Linked DNA regions of Mus musculus: all the other regions are linked to region 4. Evidence: chromatin contacts called from public Hi-C, HiCAR-type and promoter capture Hi-C data. All regions are on one chromosome and are shown on one strand. The core of a region is the stretch at or near the end of the contact, and the rest is flanking DNA. Distances in the headings are between cores, read along the strand shown.

Region 1 (2,700 bases), core at 79-2,578, 2.3 Mb before region 4:
GAAAAGGTATTTTTTTATTCTAACAGTTTGCACATTTGTTATTATTTTACATAAATGAGTATCTACCCTTTCAGAGTGGTTTGGCCTTGTCTTTGGATCTGGAGACTCTCCAATGTGACCCCGCCCTACCCACCTCTTGTCAAATGGCTACTACCCTGTCCCCTGTTGGAAGTCAGAGCAGTCAGCAGCTTCTCTGTTTCTTTGGGGGCAAATCAGCATAACCAGCACAGAGGCCATGAAAAGCAGCCTAATGTAGACACGCAAGGTCTTGAAGGCGGTGGAGGTGGCTTCTAGGGAAGCGGTATCCCCAGAGGGTTACATGGTATGAGCAGGAAGGTCTTTGCAGGAGGTACAGGTTGGCAAGAGATCCAGGGAGTCCTGTTCAATGTCCCTGATCATTCTTCACCTCTGCCTGCTATCTTCCATGAAGGTCCTCAGAGACCTGTGTTTCACAGAAATAGAGGCAGGTGTACTCATGCATCAAGCTGTCCTGTCTCCCATGGGGACTACCTGGGGCATGATAGTAGGTAAGGCTCAGATGTGCTACTTGAGAGCGGCTGGGCATGCAGGTACTTTGAAGAGGATCCTGGTTAGTGATAGGGTATTAATAACTAAGCCTTCCTCCCAGGCTAGGCCCCTGACTGCCCTTTCCTTCTGGCTGTGAGCCATCTTCAGGAGTCTTCTGGATGGCATTATGGGTCCTCCTCCAAGTTTGAGGCCCTGAGGTTCCAGGGGGGCACCTGTCCCATTTTATTTGCCAGAGTGAGGTGCACGTGGAAGCATGAAGGCACTCGGCCACTGAGAACATGGGCACACTGGAAGTCGCTCCCTGAGACTATGAAAGGGCATCAGGGGGGTGGACCCAGTCAGTGTTACGCCTGTCCTGTGACTTGCTCTACCTAGGAGTGGGGAGACTGGAGTGGGGGTTGGCGCTCTCAGGGGTCAAGATGTTCACCCAGCTCTGGGTTCCATATGCTCCTGCCATCTCATCCTGAAGTCAAACAGGTGAGAAGGTCACAGTGGAGGGAAGGGACTGGCCCAGGAGTACATACCTAGGAGGTACAGGCTCAGTATAGCTCTTAAACCTTGAACCCCTACCTCCTATTCTGGGCTCCCGGTACATGGCTCGGTCAAAGTCAGGCAGTCTATCAGGTCACTCAGGAGAGCAAGTCCCTGGTGGCTTGTGTGCGTCCAGGCACTACCATGCTGTGGGTGGAGAAGCTTATTGGATTTGTTGCTTACTTGTGCCTGCAACAGCCCCGTGGGCCCAAAGAGGCCCCAGGGATCCACTCTGAGTAATGGCTTCCTATAACCTTGCCTAATCCACTCCCATGGCAACTCCTCACAAAGATGGGAGCAGAGCCATTTCCTTGCCCAAGACTCGTACACAGCAGGGGCTGGCACTGTGGCGGAGCCCTAGGGTCCGTGACCCAGCTCTGGCCTCTGCCATTACTGTAGTAATGCTGTGTGGCCTTAGGAGCTCCCCTGGCCTTGCTGAATAAATCTGTCTCCCAAAGACCAGCAGCAGTGTAATAGGTCTAGGCCTACACTGAAGAGCCCTGGTTGAACTCCCCTCCCACCCCCCCCTCCCACCGTCGGAAAGACATTTGGTCCTAATCATTCTTGGTTTTTTCCAGAGATGTCTGGGGGAGTCCCTCGTGGCAGCTGGGCCTGAGCTGTCCACACAGACAGGAGGCAAACAAGCCGTGACTCAGGCTGGGCATGCACAGCTGGTGCAAAAGGGTGCCTATCTCCCAAGGGGGGAGGTGTGGGGTGGGTAAACTGTCTGGAAACAGGCAGCATTTCACTTATGACTTCAGCCTCTGCCCATAGTTCACCCATGGTACTCAGGGCAACTGAGGCCTACCAGTGTCAAGAAGGGCACCCTGTCTCCCATTCCAGTGGAACCAAGAGAAGACACATAAGAATCATGAGGCTGGCAAACTGGAGAAGGCCCTCATGTACACCCCATACCACAAGACCACGTAGAGGCTTCTGTCACAAATGACTACACCTACCTTTTGAGGCAGAATGTAATAAAAATTAGTTTATTTCTTCCTTTACAAGTCTACATTTAACTCAAGGATGAGCAGGGAAGCTGCTGTGATATGAAAGGACAGTCATTTGGCAGTGTGCCCTCAAGTCCCCTAGTTGCCCACAGGAGCAGAGCCTCATACATCGGGCTTGCATCTAGCCTCTGTCTTCGAGGACTTTCCTGACCAGCCACCCACCCAGAGGTCGCTGCATCAGGACACCCACTGTACTGAGGGAGAGGGGTTTGTGCGGTAACATAGTGTGGTAACCTGACTGGGTACTGCCCAGAGTACTTCCTGTATCAACAGACCACAGCTAACAAACACCAGAGAAGTACATGCTGACCAGTGACTGCTGTTCGGGTGTTATCACGGCTAGAAGTAGCCCCTGAGGCTACCTGGGTGAGCAGAGGAGAGGGACAGTCAAGGCTAAGAGGAAAAGGTGGCACAAGAGGGACCTGCAATCTGGGAGGCTCGGGTTGATATAAATACATACAGGGGAGTCGTGCACACAAAATAGAACTTGTTATATAAAAGTTGTACAGGATCTAGAAAAACCTTAATATAAAATAGTCTATAAAAATATAAAATGTAGTGAAAATATAAAAGTGTCAACGGTTGGAATATCGGTAGGTCCCACCAGACGGGGCGCCAAGCGCAGGGTGCT
Region 2 (2,700 bases), core at 34-2,533, 2.4 Mb before region 4:
CGTTCTCAGTCAAAGCCAACTAATAAGCGTTAGCTTTCAAATCGCCATTAAAATCGAATACTACTACAACCAGTCAAGCAACTACTGTATTTAAAAATGACAAAGAGGCCATGCATCTCAAGATGGAAACGCCCTAAGGAGGAACTAAAAACTGTTTCCACGAGAACCGCTCGGCAGAGCACAGAGTACTTAAAGGGCCCTGGCGCACAGCTCCAAAAACAGCAAAACGATGCCCTCAGGCAACAGCAAGCCTAGGAACTCGCTCGGGCGGCTCCAGTTTTATTTTTTTTTCTGTCCCCACCCATCACTCAGAGGCAAGAGGAGGAACTGGTCTGCGCGTGATCGCCGTGCCAGGGGGCGCTGCATCTGGCCCGAAGCTGCGTGTAAGCTGCGAGACGCCGGCAGCCATGATGGCGCGGCCATCTTGCCGCGGCCATCTTACAACGCAGTTCTCCCGCCGCGGGGCGCACAGCCCACCCCCCATCCCCTGTCCTCCCAACAGCAGAACTCCACACAACGCCGAGACAGAGCCGCTCGTTTGTCCAACAGCCTCGAACCTTCGGCCCACAGTCGCCCGCGCGGCCCGCGGCCGAGAGCTAAGCGGGGAGGATGCGCTGCCGCTGCTCCCCTCCCCCACGCCACATCACCTCCCAACCGTCGCCGTCGCCATCGCTCACCCGCCCGCCGGGCACCTCCCTTCAATAGACTTTCTCCGCTCTCGGAAAAACAAACAAACAAGCGCCGAGGCTCTGCCACACGCACGGAGATGCCCTCGGCCCTGGCCGTGGCCGGGGGCTCGCTTTCGCGCCACCGAGCACTGTCGCGGATGACGCACTGAGATTACCCTCCGCAGTGCGCCTTTCCCCCTTACAAAGCAAGGCCTGCACGGTTTCCCCCGGCCGCAAGCCCCGCCGACCCCGACCCCCAAACCTCCAGCGCCCTGAGTCAGCCTCTCTCCCGTGCACCGTTAGATGCCTCTCCCCAAAGCGGCACACTCACCCTCCTGGAATTTCGGCTTAGGGTCCTGCTTGGGCGCCATTTATAAGTGATTCGCCGCCTCCTCCTTCTCCCACCACCCCCGACTACCGCCCCCTACTCTCTACCCCACCCAACTCAGCGTCAGACGCGCCGTCGGCCACAGCCAGCTCTACATCCTGGGCGCGATTTGCCAGCGCCGCCTGACCTCACAGCACCGCGACCCGCGCAGCCGCCGCCTCAGCCAACGGCTAACCGCTACGCACACAAGCCTGCGCCCGTGCCGCCCAGAGGCATGCCGGGATTGGTAGTTCGACCTCGGATGACGCCAGCAGGGTGGGGGAGGGGAGTGGGAGACAATTGCCCCCCCCCCACGCCCGCGATCCACCACCGCCCCTGTCCCCAACCCCAGCCCTCTAAGTATCCAGACCCCAGAGGCTTGTTAAAACCCAGATTTTTATTTTCTGTAGGTGACAAAGAGGAAGGAATAAGTAAATCACTAGCTAGTGACGAAAGGATGGGAAAAACTCAAGGGGGGCAGATGCTTAGATAGGAAATGAAGCCAGGTAAATGTGGTGGGGTGTTGAAGTGGCCTGAGGACAGGACTGTCTCTGCAGCCTGAGTTCCACGGCATCACCAGGACTTGGCCTAGGAGAGCGCTGGAAGCCAGAAATGAAGCTAGATGCGAGTGAGAAGGTGATCCTCTCCAGAAGCTTCGGTGTCTAGAAAGCCATGCCCTGTTTGAGGGAGTTGGGGGTTGGGAGGGGGTGGGGGTCCGGTTCCCATGACTATTTGTAGATTGCAGCTTCTGACTCTTGAAGTACTTAGTCTCACTAAAGGGGGCAAACCTGGATTGCTGTCAAAGTCAAGGTTCCATACTTAACCCCTTTGTACCATCTTTTGCCATCTTATTTCTTTGGGGTAGTATTGGATGTATACTCAAAAAAAAAAAAACCCAACCCACAACAACAACAAAACCTCTCTTCACATTGTTCCTATGTTCAAAAACTCCTTAATGTACTCTGCTGTGAAATAACACTGTACCCCTGTACCCACTAAATTACATGAATTGCACACAAAGGATCAGAGCTGTTAATTAGGGAGATAAGTCAGAAAACAGTCACCCTGATATTTGAAGCCCTTCCACACTTTGTAGCTACCTAATTATCCTAGGCAAACCTTTATGTCAAAGCCTTTTCTCTTTTCAACAGAGTCTTACTAAATATATTTAACCCTGGCTTGCCTGGAACTGGCTATATAGACTGAGAGGACCATGAACTCACAGTGTCTAGCTCCTGAAACTCTGTCTCTATTTTTTTTTCAGTTATTTTTTTTTTTTTTTTTTTTTTTGAGACCAAGTTTCTCTGTGTAGCCCTGGCTGTCCTGGAACTAGCTCTGTAGACCAGGCTAGCCAAAACTCAAACATTTACCTGCCTCTGCCTCCCAAGTGCTGGATTTAGAGGTATGCACCACCAAACCTGGTTCTGATGTACTTTAAACTACTTTGTGAAAAGTTTTCTCAGGTTACATTTCAACCAGCAAGTTGAGGATACCTGTTTTCCCACATCCTTGCCACACATGTTATTTCCACTCTCTGATTTTAAATCAACAGAAGTATGTTGTGCAGAAGAAGCTAGGTATAAGAGTGAACATTTTCATCATTGATTCAAAATCAGGACAGCAGCCAGGCAGTGGTGGCACATGCCTTTAATCCCATCACTTGAG
Region 3 (2,700 bases), core at 6-2,505, 2.3 Mb before region 4:
ACTCAGGGAACCAAGCGGGGAGCAAGGCCCAGAGTGAGAGGCAGCCCAGCCCTAGGCCAGGGGTCCAGGCCCTTGGGTGCTCCAAACAGGACCATTCCTAGGAGATGTCAAGGTCCTGGCCTTTAGAACTCTCAGCAACAGGGAAATGCTGCCCCGGGACTGGTGACCATTGCCAAGCCTCCAATACTCAAATCTCTCTGGGGAAGCCTAAGGAAGCCTCCCATAAGCTGAAGCAACCCCTCCCACCTTTTCCAAGAAGCAAGAGTGGGCACTGCTGGAGTACCCCGACCTCTCTAGAGGGGGCTGTGGCAAATTAGTTCCCGGGGCCCTGGTATCACTTGCCTCTGGCTATAGCACTCAATGTACCATATTTACTAAACACTTGAGAGTGGAAACCACTTAATCCCAATACTGTTGTCCCCACTTTACAGAGCAGGCAGCTGAAGCACAGAGGGGTCTTTCAGAGGACCCAAGGTCACAGGAGGAGTTATAAATTAGGCAGGGATGGAGGGTGGAAGCCTGCAACTGTGGGAGGGTCTCCCACAGCATCCAAGGAATGGTGAGCGTGGACACAGGAGGGAAGCGAGGAAAGGCGTATCGGGAGATAATGGGTCAAAGTGTCAAAAGATTAGCTGTGTAACCCCCAACCCTGACTCAGCCTCATAGTCCAAGCACAGGTAAAGGGCAAAAAAAGATAAGAATGAGGAAGGAATCAGAGTAGGCAGTGGCAAAGAGAGGCTTGGGCAGGACAGGAGGAGGCCTTTGGGACAAGGAAGGAAGGTGGAGGGGGAAATCTGCTGACGGGACACGAGTGGGCACCGGGGCGCGATCGTCCCACCTTGAGCACGGTGACTGCACCGGCGCTGTGCACCTGGAAGTGTGTGGGCGGATCTGCTCCGGGCTCCGCAGCCTCATCGCGGCCCTGGTAGCTGAAGCAGGCGTCGGCGATGTCCAGGTGGCCGAGCGGCAGAGCGTCCTGGGGACTCTTGAAGTAGTAGAGGTAGCAGCGGCGCGAGTCAAACACGAACCAGCGGCTGCGGTAGCCGCGCAACGGGCCCTTGCCCGACAGCTTCTGCAGGTAGCCGCACAGCCGCGAGGGCTCCCGTCCCGCCACCGCCCCAGCCTCCGAGCCTGTTCCCGGTACCGCTCCCTCACCACCACTGCAGCTCTCCTCCACGCCGTCCCCGGCCCCCGGCATGGCCTGCCGCCGGCGCCCGCGCCCGCGCTCCCGCCCCGCGCTCCTCCGGGCCGCCGCCGCAGCGCCCACCTCCCCGCGCCGCGCCCTCCGCAGGGCCGTGGCGCGCTGAGCAGCCTGGGACTTGTAGTCCCGCCCCCGCCGCGCCCCCGCAGCGTGGGTAGCCTGGGTTCTTTAGCGATCCAGGCTAGCTCCACCCGTCCTCTACTAGTTGTTTTTTTGGGCATTCAAGGTCCGCCCTATCCCGGGAGAAAAAGTTCTGTTTCTTTATGCGAGCGTGGATTCCACGAGTGGGTTTCTAAAAAAAAACTAAGGAAAGTCTACTTAACACTGCCCTGAACTCCGAATAAGCTTTGATTTTAAAATCCGTGTCCAGCCAGTCATAGGCTCATACTACGAAAATGAGAGCGCCTGTTGCCTGGTACAGAGTGGGTGTTCGGTAAATATTTGTAGAGTTTGTGAATGGAAGCCAAAGTATGTACTGCCTCTCTACATCCTGGTTTGTTCACTGAATGAAAAAAAATTTATGGAGGGCGTTCTGTGTAGGATTCACACACTGGAGACTTGGCAGTGACTTCCTAGCCTCATGGAGATTATATTCTAATAAAGCACAACAATAATTCACACATTTTAAAAGGCAAACAAATAGAAGTTGTTTTGCTGCACAAATGCCCTTATGACCTGGAAATAAGGATGGTTGCTTAAAATACCACTGTGCTGGTAGTGTTTTGTTGTCTTGACCCAAGCTATAGTCCTTTGGGAAAAAGGAATTTTAATTGGGGGGGGGGGGAAGCTGGCAAGTCTGGGAGGCATTTTCTTGATTGATGATTGATGTGGGAGGGTCCAGCCCACTGTGGACCGTGCCACCCCTGAGCAGGTGGTCCTGGATGAAGTAAGAAAGCAGGCTGGGGAAACAGTGACGGGCGAGTCATAAGAGGGCAAGCTGTGTGGAGCAGTCCTCCATAGTTCCTGCTTCCAGGTTCCTGCCTTTTGGTCATGGTTCTTTATTACAGCAATAGAGACCCTAACTATAAGACATCACTTGCCAGTGATTACTTGAGGGTGTCGGGAATGTAGGACTGAGACAAGCTCTCTCCACATAGCCTGGGCTGGCACTGAGCCTTGGATATCTTCCTGCCTCCACCTCCCAAGTGGTAGGATTACAGGAATGTGCTAGCCCCACCCAGCTTCCTAGTACTTCCTGTATCAACTTATTTGAACCCTCAGAACAACCTCACAAGGTGTTTTTAAGTGCTTAACAAAACAAAACATAGTAAAAGGATGGAGTTTGTAAAGGAAGATGAAGGTAAGCTACTTTTGTAGGTTGGTCAGAGGAGGCAGATCTTAAGAAGTGAGCAGAGACCTACGTCAGATGGGAGGGGGAACGGTAACTAGAGACTGAGGAGGGGAACAGCATTCCAGGCGAAGGAAGGATGAGTACAAAGCTCACCTTTCCCAAAGAGAAGTAGACATTCTAGTTATATTTGTGAGGACATATCAAATAT
Region 4 (2,700 bases), core at 188-2,687:
AGTTCTGCCTTTGAGACTCAACAGACTGTCATGGTAACCAATAATTACTGGTAGGCTCTACAGCTAAGCATACATGGAAATTCCATCACTAGCCAGGCAAGTTGAAGACTCCAGAGGTTCGGGGAAGCAAGAAATCAAGTTCAAGGAACTTGGCAGGCCCAAGTCTGGATTTCTGGAAACATATTTAGCCAAATGACCAGCCCTTCTTCTGAGGGCTGATTCTACTTGCCCCTGCTTGGATTCATGACGCTGCACCTGCCACCCACACTGTAAAAGAATCCACTTCTTAGCTGACCCTCTTCAGAGAAAAAAAAGTTTCACTTCATTCTTCCTTACTCCATTCTTCTGCAATCACAGTTTCCATTTCTTTGACTATTTCTACTCATGTCTGAAGTTTCCCCAATTTTCCTTTATTAAAAAGAGGGAGGAGGACAGACACACCAAGACCTTCAAAACAGCAAGGACTGGCTCAGTCTCATGATTATTTTTTCCTTTAAATGTCACACTCCTAATATTTACACATTTTCCCACCTGCTTTCAATCTGCTAGCTAGTATTCCTCTTGAATTTATGCCAATTTTACAAAACCTGTGATCATAAACTTTGAGTAATTTTAACTTTAAAAAATCAGACTTAGAACGAGTATTTCCTTTCTCCTCCCATTGCAGGAAGATTTAACTACGAGCTTCTTGAACGCGGTCAATTTGATTCTTTCTTCATTTTTAAGCATACACGGAGTGTGTGAGACAAAGTTGTCAAAACTTTCACCCCTGCACAACTCAGTTTAAATCCTGGGACTAAAAGTGTAAAAACCAGAGGACAAATGACTTTGCATAGACATACTAATCAAAACCCAAAGCAGTGGAGGTAGCTCCCAGGAGACCAGGAATGGCTCCTCTACATCTTCGGAAGTAATTTTCCATGTGCCTGGCAGGGCGATCTTGTTAAAGCACAGCCTCAGGTTGCCCAAGCTGGGCTTGGACTCCGTCGGGTTTACAAGCTTCATTACTGGAAAGAGTCTATGGCTCTCCTGGCACCAGCAGCGGCAGAGATGTTCACCGGACAATGAAAAGTTTCTGTTTACAGACTAAAATCAAAGCATGGCCTTCCTTGACACGGTGATGGCGAAGTTCAGAAGGAACAGCTGGGAGTGTGACAAGCGCCTACTCAGCCAAGCAGACTGAAGCCCTCGCAGTCACCACTCACCTCCGGGAGCGCCGGGTTCAGTAGAGAAAGAAGGTCTAGCCAGGGCGTGCCGAGGAAGCTTCTGGAACCCCGGGAGAGCAGAGGGGCGCACGTTCCACAAGCAAGCTCCCTGGAGCCCCGGCGTGAGGCGGTGCACGTAGGCGTAGGCGACTCGGAGGGTGGGGGTGCAGCCGGGATAGCCCGGGACGCGGGGTCCCGGAGCAGCGCCCCGCCCCCGGCCCTGGCCCCGCCCTCCTTGGCTGCTCTTAAGCCCGCGCCGCGGGCGCCTCCGGTTCCGTCGTCCGCTCCTTGCGCTCGGACTCCGCCGAAGTCCGCTCAATCCTCTCCGTGCTCTTCGGTACCCACGCAGTCCTCCCAGTCCGCCCTCCGCTCCAGCCCCGGGCTCACGTCTGGTCCTGCGCTCTTCGGGGTCTCAGCGTCTCGCGAGAAGTCCTCGCCACAGGCCTTCGGCTCCCGGGTTCAGGGGCGGATGGGGGACCGCGGAGCGAGGCCGGGGCGGCTGATGCCCATGCTCGCCCTGCTCTCCTGGGCGGCCGGCCTGGGCGTGGCGGAGGAGACGCCCGGGCGCATCCCTGCAGGTGAGCTCTGCTTGCTGGTTTCCACCGGCGGTCTAGAGAGAACTGGGCATGTTTCCTCTTTGCTTGCTCCATCCCTGCGGGACCTAGCCGCGGGGCTCCCTGCTTTGAGATTGGCAGGGACCTCCTTTCCTGCGCCCCGGGAAGCAGCTTGCCATCCTGCCTCTGTCTACACGCAGCGCTCGGGACCCGGCTACGATCGGACCCAGTGTGCTCCCACCCACTCCTCCTTCCGTTACACTTTGGGGCGTCCCTGAGCCCTGGCCCTGGCCGGTGTTCGGAAGCTGAGCTAAAGCTAGTAGTTGGAGGCAAGTTCGTGTGAACAAAACTTTCTGGGTTCAGCCAGAGGAGAGCCCCGCCGCCTATTTGTCTCAACGGGACTTGCAGCGCTGCTGTATCGCGCAGGGGAGTTCTTTGGTCCTTTCTACTTCTGGGCCCTGGGCTCAGCTCCCTGGAACTGAGCCTTGCGTTTAAATGACCCGATGCACTCTGGTGATGAGTGGGTGGATGCGCTAATTTTGCATTCTATAGTAACTAATTAGATTCTTTTCCTCTGGAAACTAAGGCGAGGAGCAAACATTTCTACCTTGGAATTCCAATTCAGAGGGTAACACTTGGCACAAGTCCAGTTGGACCCTGTAACCATCGGTTTTTGTCTTTCTCATGGCGCAATAGGTGAAACTTAAGGACTCAGAAGCACCTGGTTCTGTGGAACAGTGCTCGCTTTGTTGGCTGCAGTCACAGGGAAATCTGAACCTGTATGAGTATTCTGATTTTGAAGTAACTTTTATCTCATATCAAAGGTATTTCTTTCAGCATAGTACTAGAAAAATCACACAGATAAATGAGAATAGAGACAGAATATAAGACTTTACTCTGAAAACGGTCTTTGTTAAAACACCAAAAGCTTTTATTGATAA
Region 5 (2,700 bases), core at 43-2,542, 2.1 Mb after region 4:
TGTAACAACAACTCACACCATGTAATATGTGGTATCACACTGTCCCTCCTGGTCTATCTAGCATTCAGAGACAAACAACGTACAAGTGTAATACTGTGGTTTTTATTTGGCTATATCTCTAGAAATTTACATCTTTAAAATCAAAAGGATCTAGCAGAAGTTATGAATGTTAAGTAGTATTGAGATTTATGGTAATCGCCTTGTGCTATTATAACAAACACCACAGTCCAAGCGGCTTAAATGAGGCAAGTTAATTTTCTTGCAGCTCTGGAGGAACGGAAGTATATGATTAAGGTGCCAAATGGTGCGATTCCTGGTGAAAGCATTCTTCCTCCTGACTTACCTTCTTGCTCTGTCATCTTAAAATGTTTTTATTGGCATATAGATTAATTATACAAAATAATAAGTTTTGCTCTGCAGTTTTAACAGATGTGTATAATGTACTTTAAATTGTCCCCTCCTTTCAGAACCCTCCCTTGATCTCTGCTCCCGTTGCTCCCCCTCTTCTTGCTATGCCCTCTTATAAGGACACTAATCCTATAAGATTAGGGCCTCACACTCACAAGCTCATTCACTGTAACTACACTTCAAAAACATTATTTCCAGAAGCAGCCAGTCATGTTTCGGTTTGGGATTTTGATATATAAATTTGGAGATGAGTTATACCTATAACAGCTCTCTTTCTTAAATTATAGATTATATTTCTATCAAAGATTTTTAAGTAGGAAGAAAGACCAGACAAAAGCCTAGACAAAGGGAGGAATTCTTTTCAAGATGTGAAACACAAGCCTTAGTATCATAATGTTTTAATCCAGGAAAAATGAGTTGCCCTTATTTGTGCACTCTCTTTTGTGTGTGTGTGTGTGCTATGAACAACTATTAAATATGAAGCGTCTCCCAGCAAACTGCCTCTCACAGAGGTGTGAACTAGCATCTTTGTCACAAGTTCCCACAGATTTCTCTACTGATTGGTATTGTTATAGCAACCAGAGTGCCACGGGAAGTTGTCATGGGCATGATAATCATGAAACATCACTATGGCAACAGAAACCTCTGGAAAGTAAAAAAAAAAAAAAAAAACAAACTTAGACTGTCAATTGGTATCAAAGAGGGTTACCCAGGGAAAAAATAGGTGGAGGCAGAAATAAAGGGTCAGAGCAAAAAGGAATGATTATATAGAAACTGAACAAGCAATGGAGAAAGAAAACAGTAACCAAACAGAGGGTGAAGCTATGGCTCACACAGGAAAGCGGGAGGCAGGAGGGAGCACATGAGCCCCAGCAGTGGGCATGCTCCCAGAAGCAGTGCGCATGCTCTGCATGCAATGCAGAACCCCGGGGGAGACATGACTGGATGCCAAGGTCTGGACTGGAATTGACCAGGTGCTGATTTTCATACTGGAGGAAGATTTTGAATGAGCCACAATTTAGTGAGACAGCCTAAATCAATTTGTGGAGTGCTTTTGGCAAGACATCCTGCTGACTAGGAATTCTTATAATATCTGGTGTTCAGAGGCACCACATTTGAATATGGCTTTTCTTTATTGGACATCGAGATTGCTTCAGACAAAGGCACAGTGCCATTTGCTCCATTATAAATATATATTTCCTTCATTACAGAAGCTTAATGGCCTTTTTTTCCACCATGAGGGAATTAAGGTAATTCTTTAATACTCTTAAAGAGTAAGTGGCAATGTCACTTGGAATAAAGCATTTTCACTTAATATTTTCTGTGTTCTATTATCAATCAGGATTGAAGTTTTTATGGCCCAATATTAACTTTTAGTGAAGGGACTATATATATATATATATAATCATATATATATGGAATACATATATATGATATATATATGAAATCAAAAGGGGCCAGTAAGATGTTTAATTGTTTTCTAGAATTAAATGATGCTTCAAACATAACAGAATAAAGACTGAAAAATGGAAGCAGAAAAGGAGATACATAATGGTGGATATCATAAAGAAGCAAAGCAAAAGAATAACAAAAGCTTGAGATGAAAGTACAGAAATCAAACCAGCAGTCCGGGTACTTGCAGAAGTATGGTTTTAGGAATTTTAACAGAACATTTGTTTTTTTATTTCTTTTCCCCTTAATTTACTAATTTATTAATTATTAACTTTACATCACTATTGCAACCCTATCTCCCTCCTTTCCTCCCAGTTCTACACCTTCACACCTCCTTCTCACCATTACCACAACTCCACTTCTCCTTTGTGAAGGAAAAGTCCCCATGGGTACCAATCCTTCCTGGCTCATGAAGTCACAATAGGACTAAGCACTTCTTCTCCCACCGAGGCCAGAGAAGGCAGTCTGGCTAGGAGGAAAGGGATCCAAAGGGAGGCAATAGAGTCAGTCAGTCCGCTTTCCAACTTTAACATTGTCTTAGTCAGGGTTTCTATTCCTGCACAAACATCATGACCAAGAAGCAAGTTGAGGAGGAAAGGGTTTATTCGGCTTACACTTCCATACTGCTGTTCATCACCAAAAGAAGTCAGGACTGGAACTCAAGCAGGTCAGAAAGCAGGAGCTGATGCAGAGGCCATGGAGGGATGTTCTTTACTGGCTTGCCTTCCCTGGCTTGCTCAGCCTGCTCTCTTATAGAACCCAAGACTACCAGCCCAGAGGTGGTCCCACCCACAAGGGGCCTTTCCCCTTTAACTGAGAAAATGCCTTACAGCTGGATCT
Region 6 (2,700 bases), core at 65-2,564, 2.9 Mb after region 4:
CGCTGCAGGAGGCGACCCCGGCCGTCCCCAGCCGGCCCCGGCCGCCCCTACCGCGGCACCCAGAGGCCCGTCGGGGTTGCACTGCTGCAGCGGCTCTTTATGCCACTTGTAGTCCAAGAGGTTGAGCATCGTGAGCACCAGTAGCAGTGCATAGCCCGCGCACAGCACCAGCGCCTTCCTGCGAAATACCTTCATCCCGAGCGGGGACGCAGGCCAGCGGCGTCCTGCGCGCCGGGGCCACGGCGGGAGCAGGGCCCGCTGCACGGCGGCAGGCGCGGCCGGCAGCGGCCGGGGAAGCGCACCGGGGGGCAGAGCTCGCGGCGAGCTGCGGCTCATCACAGGCACAGCCGGGGCCGGCGGCGCGGCGGAGGCGGCCCTGCAGCCCAGGAGGGGGACGCTGCAGGCCGGCTGCGGGCGCCGGGACTGGGGCCGCCGATCCGAGGCGGGCGCGGCGGCAGAGGCTGCTGGTCCCCGGCGCCCAGGGCTGGCTCTCCCATGGCAGCGGCTCCGAGAAGGACCTGCGAGGGGAAGCGGAGTGAATGGGTGAGCCCAGTCTCCGGTCCAGATGCCTCCTCCGCCTGAGTAACGCCCACCCTCTAGTCTGCGGGCTCCTCCACTCACCTGGAGCGGAGGGTGCGCCTCGGAGCGTCCCCAGATCCCCGACCGGCGGACTGTCCGGCTAGCACTCTCCTCGGTTTCTCTCCGGTTCTCTTCTGCTAGGGGTCCCCAAGCCTTCGAGGGAGCCGCGAGACTCCGCTGCCCTAGCCCTAGGCAGAGTTTTCCAGCAGCGGGCGCCCTGCACCCCGGGAGGGGAAACTTTCACCGGGCCCGGAGCCCAGCTCTGCGCTCCACCGAGCGCGGCGCGTCCCGGCTCCAGCGACGTCTCCTTAGGTCTCTCGGGACCGCTGCTTCCCTCCAGGCTCTGGGGCACGAAGCAGGCAGGAGGCGACAGTGGGGGGTGGCTTACATACGCCCCAGCTCCAGGCTGTTCTGCTCTCCATCGCTCTCTCTTGGCCTCCACGTAGCGAACCTTCCCATCCCTCCGGCGGCCGCGGATAGGGTGCAGCGCGGCCCCGCAGCGGCGGCTGCTTCTTCCATCACCCGGAGGATGTCCTGGCGGGCGGCTCAGGCGAGCCCCGGCGCTCCGTGGCCGCGGACTGGCCCAGGACTCTGTACACCTAGCTGAAGGCAAAAGAGCGGGACCCCCCACCCCCGCGTCACCAGCGGCTTCTGCCCTACGAGGTCCCGAGGCAGAGGAAGCCCCCGCCGCGGCCGCACTAAAGCGGCGCCCGGGAGGATGCTGCTACCCGACTCCCCCTACGCCGGGCGCCTGCAACGCGCTCGGGCCGGCCTCTGCGCGGCTCCTGCCAGCCCGCTCGGGGTTGGTGCGCGCCGCCGTCTGTCGCCCCGGCTCCTCCCCTTCGCCGTGCTCCCCTCCTCCTCTGCCTGTCCCACACCCGCCCTCCTCGCAGCTCCAGACTCCCGCCGCCACCTCCTTAGGGGCTGGAGATGCGACCCGGTTCAAGGAGGCGCTGCTAGGGCCTCCAGCCGTTAGTAGCAGAACAGAGCTCTAGGTGCGCCCGGGGCGCGGCGCCGGCGCCTGATTCCCAGCTCGCCCGCACAGCCGGAGACTTGGGTTCTCTGTAGCTGCACGACTCGGCTCCCAGGATTCGCTCTGGAGAAGAGTTGGTGATAAAAGTTTGAGCAGAAATACCCCGGACGTACGCTCCTTTCATCCCCAGCGGTCAGCACTGGTGTCCCCTCCTAGGACGCGAGCAGCACCGCCCAACAGCGCTGTGTGCAGCGGGAACCCAGTTCTGAAGCCTTGGCCCTGGTGCTAGCCCATTCCAGCGGGTTTGTGGTTTCTCCCTCAAGGAGGAAGTAATAAATCTTTCTGGGCCCGGGGTCACTGAAGAGGCTTCAGAGTATGCCTCTCCGCAACCTTTCCGAGTGTCCTGGATTTGGACAAGGCCACAAGGTTTCGATGATCCCACCCCCACCTCCTGCCCGGCAGATGTTCTAGGCTTGTGGAGTTTCCACCTCTGCTGACACCCTCTGAGACAGGGCTGCTGGGGGGAGGGGAGGGCGCTTTGTTTAAATTTGTGGTGTGATAGTGAGTCCATTGACTTTAAAGAGGAAGAGATGAGATCAAAGAACTTGATCGCAAAGGAAAACGTTTTTGGACGTTGAAAGTTACTTTTTAGTTTGGTCTGCGTTGGTTTGTATACTTTTCTTTCGCTGATGAGGGAATAAACTTCCATTGTAAAATGGGACAGCTACAGGATGGGTGGAGGTTAGAGGGCACATAGGAAAGATTGTACTCCAGTTTCCACCTAGAAGGGCAGAAAGATGAGTCATTGCGGTCCGGAGGTGAACTACTGATCACTGGGAGACTGATTGCCCCCCGTCTCTCAGAAGCTTTTACAAGTAAAACATAATTACTGCAAAATTATCATAGTCTACCTGGAGCAGCCCACCTCGGCTGATGACCCTCCTAAATTTAAAGCGTTGCCATTGACGACTTTTTTTTTTTTCAGGGTATTGTACAGAATCTTCTGGGTACAGGGATTGTTGAAAAAAAAATGACTTAATTCAATTGTTTTATGGCTTTAACTGGTTTGGTTTTGTTTCAGTTTGGTTTGGGATTTTTGTTTTGTTTTGTTTCAGTTTTTGTTGTTGTTGTTGTTGTTGTGTGGGTTT
Region 7 (2,700 bases), core at 200-2,699, 2.1 Mb after region 4:
AGGTGAGGCCTTCCTTTCTCTACCCACAATTCCTTCATCTTCCTACACTGCCTTATTTCAACAGCAAGCTTAAAGCTTTTGAAAAGCTTGTAGAGTCAGGCAAACAATCTCCTGCTCCTTCTCACCCACTTCCTGGGTCTCTTCACAGGAAGAGGGAAAGAGATGTGGTAAGACAATCGAAGAGCAAGTCTGCCTTAAAAGCAGCAAAACCAGGAAGTTCTCTCGTTTTTGAATTTGCATTATCTTGTAAATCTAACGACTCACCTGTGGGTTTTTGAATACGGAAGGTGAGGCTGCTGGCAAATGCTTGCAAGCAATAGCTGACAGGCTTCAAGACAACTCCAGTATTAGTCATCACAGAGATGCGTGCCAAAAGGGACCATGGGTAAAAACATCTGCTGTGCACACAGATGCCCCCTGCTGAGCCAAGCACACAGAGAAAACCAACTCCAGCTCGGAGTTGCATAAGCAAAGAGGCTGAGGCACTGGAGTGCTTGATGCTCTCCCAGAGTGGGAAATTAGCTTTCCGATGGGTAGTTACCTTCCAGTGTCTATGTAGCTCAGGGAGACCTTGAATTCACAGCGATCCTCTTGCCTCAGCTTCCTGAACGCTAGAGTTACAGGTCTGTAAGACCATAATATTATTATGTGTTTGTCTCAAAGCCTTTAGTGTCATATTTTTTTCAGGGTGCCTTACAATACAGAAATGGAATTCTAATTCTATCAGAATAGAAGCCAGACATTAACACTCGTCCATTTTACCATGTGGTGAGATGTGGGGGTCTCCACAGCAGACCTGGCTGCATGGTGACTGATTGGTAAAGACAAGGAAATCTTGATGTTTGCCTAGGAAGCAGAAGAACTGGAGGTACCAGTCTTAAACACCTCCCTCTCCCTTTTCTCCCTCCCTCCCTTCTTCCCTCCATCCTCCACCTTCTCTATCTCTCTTCCTTTTTTTCTTCAACAAATTTAAATAGCACCGTTAAAGGACTGGGGCTAGACTTTTCTTTTTGATTATTTTAGTTGACCGGCAATTATAAAAAGTCAGAGAATCGTGCACTGGATCTGTGCCTCTCAACTTCAGAAATAGTCCTGTGAAATCATACCTGTCAATCCTCCCCTGGGAGGCTGTGGTGGGAGGGGAGAAACCTGAGTAGGTGAAGTTAAGGGTCTGGACTTGCCCTTTTGAATCTGAAAACTATTGATGTGCCGGGTTGAACTGTCTTACTATCAATGTACAATTTGCCAGTTGCATACAGACTAAGAAATCATGCTGGAAACAGGAGGGCCACGAGTCTGGACATCAGCATCTTGCTGGCAGATTTGACCAGTGTGGAAGATCTCTTTCCAGAGTGAATCATTTAAAGACAGAATCTTTTATGATGAAACCACCCTCTGGAGTTTGAAAAGAGACGGGGCTGCTTTAAGAGAGAAACAGGAAGTTGTAACGAGAAGCCGGTCTGAATGCTAAGCCATCTGAATTGCTTGCGAAGTAGCAACAAAGTAGCAGCGTTTATTCTGAAATTCTGTGGGCGCCAGTCTATCCTAGGCAACCCTCATCTAAGGGCTCATCCCTTGTCCAGGGATTTCTCTGAGCATCACAGTCGGTCGAGTGGAGAATGGCTGGGCAGCTTCGGTTTACGTCAGGGAAGGATGAAGATCATTTTCAACACCAGGGAGCAGTGGAGCTACTCGCGTTTAATTTTTTGCTCATCCTTACCATTTTAACAATCTGGTTATTTAAAAATCACCGATTCCGCTTCTTGCATGAGACTGGAGGGGCGATGGTGTATGGTGAGTGTGTAAATGGTGGGGTAGATGTGTAACTTGTTGCCTGGGCGTAGTAATTAGAGACTTGTGCTCAGATGGCAAAGTGCAGAAAGTGAGGGGAACATGCTGATTGAAGTGTCATTAGCTCAGCGAGAGGTGCCGCAGTGTTAGGGATGCTAACCTCTTTCCAGAGGAGCGGCAGAAATTCCGCCTGACCACAGAGCAGCTGTCACAGTGACAGGCTCTGAGGCAGCACAGTATGTGAGTCTGTTGACAGCTGCAGTCCTTTGTCATGCGGGGAGTCATGGAGCGCTAGTCATGGTAGTAGGTTGTGGTGGCAATGCAGTCAGTCAGCGCAGCCTCTTCCACAGGCAGCCAGAGGAGCCAGGCAAAGTTAAGGGAATGGCTTCAGACTGCATGGAGGAAATACCCTTTCAACTATTTTCAAGAAGAAATACTCGTAGAAACAGACCCCACCCTTGTAATGGGAATAATTGTGTCCAAATCCTTTTTCATCCTGTGAACACTATTTTAGCTTCTGATAATAAAAGTGTTAAACCAAGAATTTCCTATTTAACATTTTCCATTGCTTAGCCTGATTTAATATGGTCTTGTTTATAATACTTATTTGTGTTCTCACACCACACACACACTTCTCTCTCTCTCTCTCTCTCTCTCTCTCTCTCTCTCTCTCTCTCTCTCTCTCCCTCTCCCTCTCTCTCCTCTCTCTCTCCCTCTCTCTCTCCCTCTCTCTCCCCCTTTCTCTCTCTCTCATTTTAGACAGGTCTCACTCTATAGACAAGGTTGGCCTCAGACTCACAGTGATCTTCCTGCTTCAACCTCCTGGGTGCTGGAATAATATGTATAAGTAAGAACACCCAATTCTTTAAACTACAGAGGGGAAAAAAGGTTTTAATTTAAGGTTTAACC

The links. Promoter capture Hi-C pulls out the DNA fragments that hold promoters and counts their contacts. A called contact is a pair of places that touch in the nucleus more often than the background predicts. HiCAR-type assays count read pairs that join an accessible place to other places.
Region 1: a Hi-C map of myocytes shows a contact between it and region 4, with 4 times the contacts expected there. The contact joins the enhancer-like site here to the promoter of Plod2 in region 4. A contact is called at or near these places in 1 of 484 Hi-C or Micro-C datasets (myocytes) and 2 of 115 datasets of contacts at active chromatin or transcription factors (astrocytes and large pre-B cells).
Region 2: a contact with region 4 is called in a HiCAR-type map of astrocytes, with 4 times the contacts expected there. The contact joins the promoter of Morf4l1 here to the promoter of Plod2 in region 4. A contact is called at or near these places in 4 of 39 promoter capture datasets (embryonic stem cells, hippocampal neurons, second pharyngeal arch cranial neural crest and 1 more) and 1 of 115 datasets of contacts at active chromatin or transcription factors (astrocytes).
Region 3: a promoter capture Hi-C map of second pharyngeal arch cranial neural crest shows a contact between it and region 4. The contact joins the promoter of Tbc1d2b here to the promoter of Plod2 in region 4. A contact is called at or near these places in 4 of 39 promoter capture datasets (the 3T3-L1 cell line, cranial neural crest, hippocampal neurons and 1 more) and 2 of 115 datasets of contacts at active chromatin or transcription factors (astrocytes and fibro-adipogenic progenitors).
Region 5: a contact with region 4 is called in a promoter capture Hi-C map of hippocampal neurons, with 8 times the contacts expected there. The contact joins the enhancer-like site here to the promoter of Plod2 in region 4. A contact is called at or near these places in 4 of 39 promoter capture datasets (cranial neural crest, hippocampal neurons, liver and 1 more), 1 of 484 Hi-C or Micro-C datasets (myocytes) and 2 of 115 datasets of contacts at active chromatin or transcription factors (embryonic forebrain and forebrain).
Region 6: a contact with region 4 is called in a HiCAR-type map of astrocytes, with 10 times the contacts expected there. The contact joins the promoter of Chst2 here to the promoter of Plod2 in region 4. A contact is called at or near these places in 11 of 39 promoter capture datasets (the 3T3-L1 cell line, cranial neural crest, embryonic stem cells and 6 more), 2 of 484 Hi-C or Micro-C datasets (both in embryonic stem cells) and 2 of 115 datasets of contacts at active chromatin or transcription factors (astrocytes and embryonic forebrain).
Region 7: a contact with region 4 is called in a promoter capture Hi-C map of pre-B cells, with 6 times the contacts expected there. The contact joins the promoter of Slc9a9 here to the promoter of Plod2 in region 4. A contact is called at or near these places in 11 of 39 promoter capture datasets (the 3T3-L1 cell line, 3T3-L1-derived adipocytes, cranial neural crest and 7 more), 1 of 484 Hi-C or Micro-C datasets (muscle stem cells), 3 of 115 datasets of contacts at active chromatin or transcription factors (astrocytes, fibro-adipogenic progenitors and stem cell-derived neural progenitor cells) and 2 of 9 other capture datasets (adipose tissue and liver).

Annotation. Positions count from the first base shown.
Region 1 is chr9:90,200,028-90,202,727 of GRCm38.p6, forward strand. It overlaps Tbc1d2b (TBC1 domain family, member 2B), which reads right to left. Exons shown (of 13, transcript NM_194334.2): 13 at 2,020-2,700. Adamts7 (a disintegrin-like and metallopeptidase (reprolysin type) with thrombospondin type 1 motif, 7) reads left to right here. Exons shown (of 24, transcript NM_001326351.1): 24 at 1-75. Among named protein-coding and RNA genes, the nearest start is that of Adamts7, 38 kb to the left of the region's middle. Within about 2 kb of position 1,329, at least 46 of the 459 cell types and tissues checked have an H3K27ac peak or open chromatin away from gene starts, as enhancers often do. A contact at or near this core is called in myocytes, where this site is marked.
Region 2 is chr9:90,113,537-90,116,236 of GRCm38.p6, forward strand. It overlaps Morf4l1 (mortality factor 4 like 1), which reads right to left and starts at 1,284. Exons shown (of 12, transcript NM_024431.3): 1 at 1,000-1,284. The coding sequence starts at 1,039.
Region 3 is chr9:90,269,514-90,272,213 of GRCm38.p6, forward strand. Tbc1d2b (TBC1 domain family, member 2B) reads right to left here and starts at 1,256. Exons shown (of 13, transcript NM_194334.2): 1 at 839-1,256. The coding sequence starts at 1,198.
Region 4 is chr9:92,540,786-92,543,485 of GRCm38.p6, forward strand. It overlaps Plod2 (procollagen lysine, 2-oxoglutarate 5-dioxygenase 2), which reads left to right and starts at 1,438. Exons shown (of 19, transcript NM_011961.3): 1 at 1,438-1,783. The coding sequence starts at 1,675. It overlaps B430319G15Rik (RIKEN cDNA B430319G15 gene), which reads right to left and starts at 2,084. Exons shown (of 1, transcript NR_029474.1): 1 at 1-2,084.
Region 5 is chr9:94,609,794-94,612,493 of GRCm38.p6, forward strand. No RefSeq gene overlaps it. Among named protein-coding and RNA genes, the nearest start is that of Gm39404, 26 kb to the left of the region's middle. Within about 2 kb of position 1,293, at least 29 of the 459 cell types and tissues checked have an H3K27ac peak or open chromatin away from gene starts, as enhancers often do. A contact at or near this core is called in hippocampal neurons, where this site is marked.
Region 6 is chr9:95,405,956-95,408,655 of GRCm38.p6, forward strand. Chst2 (carbohydrate sulfotransferase 2) reads right to left here and starts at 1,315. Exons shown (of 2, transcript NM_018763.2): 1 at 622-1,315; 2 at 1-518. The coding sequence starts at 336.
Region 7 is chr9:94,668,443-94,671,142 of GRCm38.p6, forward strand. It overlaps Slc9a9 (solute carrier family 9 (sodium/hydrogen exchanger), member 9), which reads left to right and starts at 1,450. Exons shown (of 16, transcript NM_177909.5): 1 at 1,450-1,794. The coding sequence starts at 1,620.